Linked DNA regions of Gossypium hirsutum: region 2 is linked to region 1. A link is a contact called in public Hi-C data. All regions are on one chromosome and are shown on one strand. The core of a region is the stretch at or near the end of the contact, and the rest is flanking DNA. Distances in the headings are between cores, read along the strand shown. Region 1 has its middle 4.0 kb from the start of LOC107889806. Region 2 holds the start of LOC107888345 (alkaline/neutral invertase A, mitochondrial).

What was found. Hi-C and Micro-C count contacts between places; a contact is called where the count stands out from the background.
Region 2: a contact with region 1 is called in a Hi-C map of hypocotyl, with 2.1 times the contacts expected there. The contact joins the promoter of LOC107888345 here to the enhancer-like site in region 1. A contact is called at or near these places in 5 of 34 Hi-C or Micro-C datasets (hypocotyl, leaf and petal).

The regions. Positions count from the first base shown.
Region 1 is chrD13:58,260,898-58,264,443 of Gossypium_hirsutum_v2.1, reverse strand. It overlaps the pseudogene LOC107888337. Among protein-coding and RNA genes, the nearest start is that of LOC107889806, 4.0 kb to the right of the region's middle. Within about 2 kb of position 1,598, at least 6 of the 9 cell types and tissues checked have an H3K27ac peak or open chromatin away from gene starts, as enhancers often do.
Region 2 is chrD13:58,382,525-58,386,070 of Gossypium_hirsutum_v2.1, reverse strand. LOC107888345 (alkaline/neutral invertase A, mitochondrial) reads left to right here and starts at 1,988. Exons shown (of 7, transcript XM_016812422.2): 1 at 1,988-2,123; 2 at 2,227-3,003; 3 at 3,493-3,546. The coding sequence starts at 2,242.

The DNA of each region.
Region 1 (3,546 bases), core at 349-2,848:
TAAGAAATTTCAAGTTCACAAGGTAACTAAACAACCTAAATACAATGACCACAAGAGATGAAGTTAGTGTTAAACCAAACCTGTGCCACGAGCACGATCGAAGAGACAATAGGCATCCATAAGGTTGATCATTCCACCTGCTCTCTCCAGTGGAATTCTCACAAAATCTGCCAGCTGAGGTGCCAAGAAATAAAATCAAAACTAGCTCTCAAAAGAAAATCAAGTAAAAGCCAAAAGCCGATCTACTATACATAGCAAGTCATTTACCAACTCAAAAATAAAATTTTGGATGACTAATTTTATATTTTCATTGAAGAATCCCTGGGATATGCAAGCATAAAGCAAAATAAAAAAAGTAAAATATCTTCTGGGAGTATTTTGTCATCGAAGTCTTGAATCACAAAACTGTAATCAACTAATCCCGAACTACAAAACCGTCTTACTCAAGGATTTCTTTAGAGCCAAATAAACCATAAAAGAATTCCTGAATTCTATAAACATTGATTGTATTAACAGAATGATAAACTAAACTCTGTTGAGAAAAATTATTAAGCGAATAAATTAAAACTAACAAGGGGGAAAAGAGAAGAGACGAGAACCTGAGGGGACAATTGTTGATGGTACAGAGCACCTGCAGACTCTTTAGTGACTGGGGATATTATGCCAACACTCAACAACCAATCTTGCATCTCTTCCTTTGAACCCATATCCTCATCATTTGTTCCACTTGTTTGAGAACTCGTTCCGGACAAAAGCTTTTGTCTCATTGTGTCTGCTAGCATCACCATCTCTTTAGCTTTACTCTGAAAACCCGAAAGCATTCTAAAACTTGAATGATTGGAATGTAAGAAAACAAGCAAAAGACAGAGACTACTAACATCATATTCATTAACTATAGCTCGGAACCTATCTTTGCGATAAAACGACAGAAGTAAACTAAGCCTAATCAAATCATTTTATACATGGCATTGACACAAAAGTTTAATTTTCTTATATCCTAAATCAAGATATGGTCCACTTGCATTCACCAATGTCAATCATAGCAGGAACTAAACCAAGTAGATGCTATATTCTTCAATGCAATTTGTTAACTACTAGGAAATTAAAAGTATTTATGATACAAAATTTACATAAAAACTAAATCCAAATGGCCAGAATTGAACAAATTATCTGCATTACCATGAGAGCATTTAAGTCCTGAAAAGCATCCTGCAAACTCTTATCAATACTCTCCCACATTTCTTGCTCCTTCCTTAAAATACCCGCCACCCCAACCATCCTCACCGACCCATCACTCGAGTACAACCCTCCACCGGTTCCTGTGGCTGCCCCTGAACCCGAAACCGAAGCTGAGCCGGAACCTGAAGTCTCCGTAGTCTCCCAAGCTCTCGCCCGCCAACTGTCCCAAAACTTCACCAAAAACCCATCACAGTCCCACTTCCCTCTGATCACTGCCGTTACTACGACTGATCTCGAGCCCGAACCTGAACTGGAACCAGACCCGGAACCTAGATCGAAGACCCGACCATCGGACGAGACGAGGACTTAGAAGCGTATCCTAGGGGAGTGGAAGACGGACTTGAGAGATTTTTTGGAAGAGAAACGTGGGAAATGGCAGCAAGAGGGATGGCTGAGGCGGAAGTAGGGGTGGAGGCGGAAGAAGAAGGTAGCCAGATGAGGCGGTGGGTGGTGAGGATGAGGAGACCCGATTTTAAGAGGGAGAAGTGACGGTGGTCTTCAGGTTCGAGGTCAACAGCGGAGAGAAGGTGGCATTCGACTTCGTTGCGGAGGAGGACAGGGCGGCCGCTGCTTGTCACCTCCGCCTTGGAGAAAAAGTTGGACATCCCAGCGGCGTTGATCGATTAATTTTGGATACTTTTTTCTACTGATCGAAAATGACATTTTTTTTGCTCCAAATTCTGTAACATACTTAAATAAATTTATTTCGTAATTTAGAAATTTAATTAATAATGTGAAAAATAAATTTAAACGTATTCTATTAAAAAGTTTTTTAATTATTTTTAATTCTTAAATAATATTTTTACATATATAAATATAATTCTAATAATGTACATCATAAAAATTTTAAAATATTATACGAGTAGAGTATTTATAGCCTTAACCTTATTTTAAGATCATTTTCATTTATTTATTATGTTTTAAAAAAGTTAATAATTTTTAAAATATTTTTTTATTATGTTGTTAAATTTAACCTAGTTATTTTAGGGCTCTCGTTTTTAATCTAATAATTCTTTAAATTGATTTAAAATTCATTTTAATTTTTTGAAATAAATTATACAGTTTTAATAAATTTTAAAATCTAACTTGTGGTGCATTTGAATTTAGACCTTTAATTAAATATTGTATTTTTATTTGCAATAGTTTTTATAAATTTTATAATTTTAGACCTTTAATTAAAACTCCTTCTAATTTTTTATTTTAAATAGTTTTTATAAATTTTATTTTAATTTTGATATTAATGATTGTAAGTTTTTTTAACTAATTGACAACAATTGTAATTTTTTAAGGTTTAATCCCATTTTAACCCTTGTATCATAGGAAAATTTTCACTTTGGCCTTTTTTTACTATTTTTTTCGATCATTCCAGTGACTAAGTTAGCCCCTAATCGTTTCCGTTCAAAGAAACCCAATGTAGCCATTTAAACCAATTAAATCCATACGCGTGAACAATTAATCCAAGTCATTTGCCAATATGAATTTTAAAATCCAACTTTTCTAGCCAAAGTGAAATTTTAGGTGCTGCACCAACGTTGTCGACGTTGCCGTTCACCACTGTCATTGTATAGCCAAGCTCACAACGTCATCTTTCTCCCAATTCTTATTCTTTATCAACATATCTCAAATCCCGAGTAAAACCCCAGCCACCTCACTTTGTTCTTACTCCCACCATCATATTCGAGTGTCGGAGCTCCAATCAAAAGCCACCCGGGCTCCCTTTTTTTCCTCATTCAATTTGTCAACTTTGTTTTCACCGAAAACGTTGAAGGTTCATTGAAAGCCCGACACTAAAATCTCTAATTCGTCATTGTTCGTTTCTCTGGCACCGTTAATGCCACATTTCGGTCACCATAATCTTCATCACAATCGTTTTCCTTGTGCTCTACTTTAAGAATCTTGGACCAGTCCAAGATGTTAACCATAAGTGAAGCTAGAGCAATTTTCGATTTTAATCAAAAAATAAAAAAGTCGACCCATTCAATTATTTCAATTTTGGTTTAGTTGGGTGAGGTAAATTGATTAGTTTTGGCCTTAGTATAATTGGCTAATTCAGTTAGTTTATCAATTTTTGAATCTTAGAACTGATTCAATGAAAATTTTTATATTAATTTTAAATTGTTTAAAATATATTTATATTTATTCACCAATATATATATTTGTATTTTATAATATATCATAGATATATAACCATATAAGCCCAACCCAATAACTCAATATTAGCTAATTGAAAAATGACAGAAACTGAATTAAAGTCGATTTGGTTTAGTCGATTTTCTCAATTAAATCGGTCAGATCAATTTTCTCATT
Region 2 (3,546 bases), core at 739-3,238, 120 kb before region 1:
CGAGAAGATGAATTGACGGTTAGGACGTTCTTAGCCGCTATAACCAACTTATTGTTTGGAGGAGAAAATTAATTTTCGAGGATCGATTTAAAAACCAGAATCCACCGAGTCTAGGGCTAAGACTTTATAGCTCTGTTTACAACATATGAATTTATTTCCTAATTTAATTTTACTTTCATTTTATTTAATTTTTCATTTATGCTATTTCATTTATTTAATTTCTAGTCATTTTGAAACTCCCCTAATTTATTTATTTTTCAACAGGTCATTTGGAGTTGTGGGCATGTTTAATGCCACGATTATCGGCACGAAAAAAAATTTGCTCACGAGAAAAACACGAAAGTTGATCATAATCACCAATCCCTTTAGAATCGACCTTATTACTCTTTTCTACTGTTTAGAGTTATTTTATTGTGGGGATTATTTTTATTTGGTGGTTTTAACGCCCATCATGTATTATATTTTTAAACACAATTATCAAATACAAAATAGTTAATTCAACTTAATTAAATTACCCTAGAACATGTTATGATTAGGGTAAACTATCAAAATAGTCAATTTTGTTTGTCTCAGGTTACTTTTTAGTCACTTATGTTGTTGTGTTGTAACATTTTAGTCACTAAGCCGTTAATTGTCGTTAACGGTGTAACGGTAAACTAATGTGGCACGTTAAATCATCATTTTAAACAAAAAGGTTAAATTATATAATTGGTCCCTATATATTTTTTTTATTTTGAACAATTTAATTTTTTTCTTTTATGTTCTTTTAACTCTTTTGTTTTTCCATTCTCTTCCGTTTCTCCCTCTGTTTCCCCCCTTCTCCATATCTTTTATATTCTTTTATGTTCCCTTCTCCTTTCTCCATATTTTAATAGTGCTTTCAAGAGTTACCTCAAATGATTTTTGTGCAACCAGACCCTTAAATCCATCATATGGTTAAATGCTACACATTAACAAGTAATCTTTAGTTGATTGTTTGACATAGTTTGCATATTCCTCATGTTTGAAATCCCAATTCTTTGAATTAATTATTAGATCATTCAAGCGAAACAACTTTGCATATGCTTCATATTTGAAATCTCATTTCTTTGAATTAATTATGTGGAAAATAGAGATGGAGAAAGGAGGAAAACAAAAGGAAGAAGCAAAAGAGAATGGGAAATAAATAAATAAAAAAGAAAGTTAAAAGAATATAAAAGAAAAAATTAAAATGCACAAAATGAAAAAATATTGGGACCAATTATATAATTTAACCTAAAAATTTTGTTTGAGATGATAATTTAATGTACCACATCAGCTTACCGTTAATGACAATTAATGACTTAGTGACTAAAATGTAACATTTCAAACATAAGTGACTAAAATGTAACATGCGATAAACAAAAATGACTATTTTAATAATTTACCTTTATTATTAAAAGACTTTTCAATAATATTAAAAAAATAATTTCATTAAAAAAAACTACGATTTTTATTTTCATTTACATTGATTGCTTTATATGAAAATTTATATTATACAAATTTTAATTTAATTTACTTTTACTAATTAGATGGGTTATGGATAGTTTTAAGTATTGTAACCAAAAAATAATAATTAAGAATCGTAATACTACACTCATATTAAAGGAAATAGAAAAAACTATATTATTTATTCAAGAATTAAATTTACTACCATTCTACCCCTACACGATTTATTCAAGAATTTAGCCTCAACTTGTAATTTCGGTTTTAATGTTTATAAAGAAATCGGAGTAAATACAATTCTTAGTTCTCAAACTTGACAATTAAATCCATTTTAATATATAAATTTGACAACTAAATTTAGTTAACTTAATTTCCATTAACAAACCTTATAAAACTTTTATATTATCCAATTTCAAGATTATATAAACTTAATTATCAAGTTGATATACCAAAACCCAAAAAAAAAATGCAAATATTAAGGACTAAATTAAAGCCATTAAAAGCTTGCTTGCTCTTCTTGGCAAGGAAAGAAGAATGAGTAAAAAACAATAGCAATAATATAATAAAGAAGGAATATAGATTTTGCAAATGCTGAATTGTTGGAAACACGTGGAGAAATCAGACATGTTGCATTCCATATTTCTTCTATCAATTTCTGGGTAACTCTTTTTTATCTTTCCAATTCAATCTGTTCAATTTCATTTCGGGTATAATTAAATCCCAAACAAAAATATAGCGAATTTTACTGATTAATCGCTGCAGTTTCTTTTGTTGATTATGAACGCTATGAATTTCATCATCAATTCCACCATGAAGCTTCCTTCAACACTCCTAAACCTCAGAAACGCTTTGTTTTTGGGGTCCCGACATCGGTTTAATCTCCCTTGTTGTGAAGATAAGCTTTTCTACAAGAGCAAAGCTTCTCTATTGAATTTCAGTAAAAACTCTCAATTCCACGCCTACCCTTCTCGATTCGTAGGATTTCAACGTGTTATCAACAATGCCCAGAAGTTTAATTGTTTACCAAGTTCCGTTTTTGCCCGACCTAGGGCGGTTCCGATGCCTAACGGTTTCTCTGTTCAAGCCGTGGTAGCATCAAAGGTAAGAGACCTCTCAACATCTGTGGAAACAGGTATAAACGACAAGAATTTCGAAAGAATTCACGTGCAAAACGGAATTAATGTGAAGACGCTTGTTGAAAGAATTGACACTGATAAGAACCTTGTAGGAGGAGAAAATCCTCTAACTGAAGATGGAAACAACGTGAAGAACATTGGGGAGGGTTTGGGAAATGGAAAAAATGGAGTTTCAATTGATAGTGCCATTGAAAAGGAGGCATGGGATTTATTGAGAGATTCAGTTGTGTCGTATTGTGGGTTCCCTGTTGGTACAGTGGCTGCAAATGATCCAGGTGATAAGCAGCCTTTGAATTACGACCAGGTCTTCATTCGTGATTTTGTGCCTTCAGCTTTGGCTTTTTTGCTTAAAGGTGAAGGAGAGATTGTCAAGAATTTTCTCCTCCATACTTTGCAGTTGCAGGTATACATACTCGCTTAAGGTATATTGTATAACTTTGTAGCAGCATTAGTAGTGCATTTCCTTTTTTGGTGTGACTAGTCATTGATTGTTTGATATCCATTTGTTTATTTGTGTATTATTTATCATTCAGATAGCCTAAGTACTTGTTTTGTTGATGTATCATCATTTGTCATTGATTATCTTTATGGTTTGGTGGCTTGGTCCTTTCCCAACATTGTGTACAAACAAATCCAATGCACATATTCACCATAAAGTTGGCGAATTGGGCTTTTAGGTTCCTTTCAATCATTGTAGGACTTTGGGCATTTATTGCTTAATGTAATCAATTTCATGCCTCTTTTCTCCGTGCTGGTAGTTTCAGACACATCGAATTTCAATCCAGAGGTGGATATGGGTTTGCTATGTACTATGTAGGTTGAACATTTCCTTGTCAGTTTGCAAAATTAAACCTTTAAAACTTAACCAACTATTTTGTTGTCTTTGATCTAGAGTTGGGAGAAAACTGTGGACTGCTATAGTCCTGGACAGGGTTTGATGCCAGCC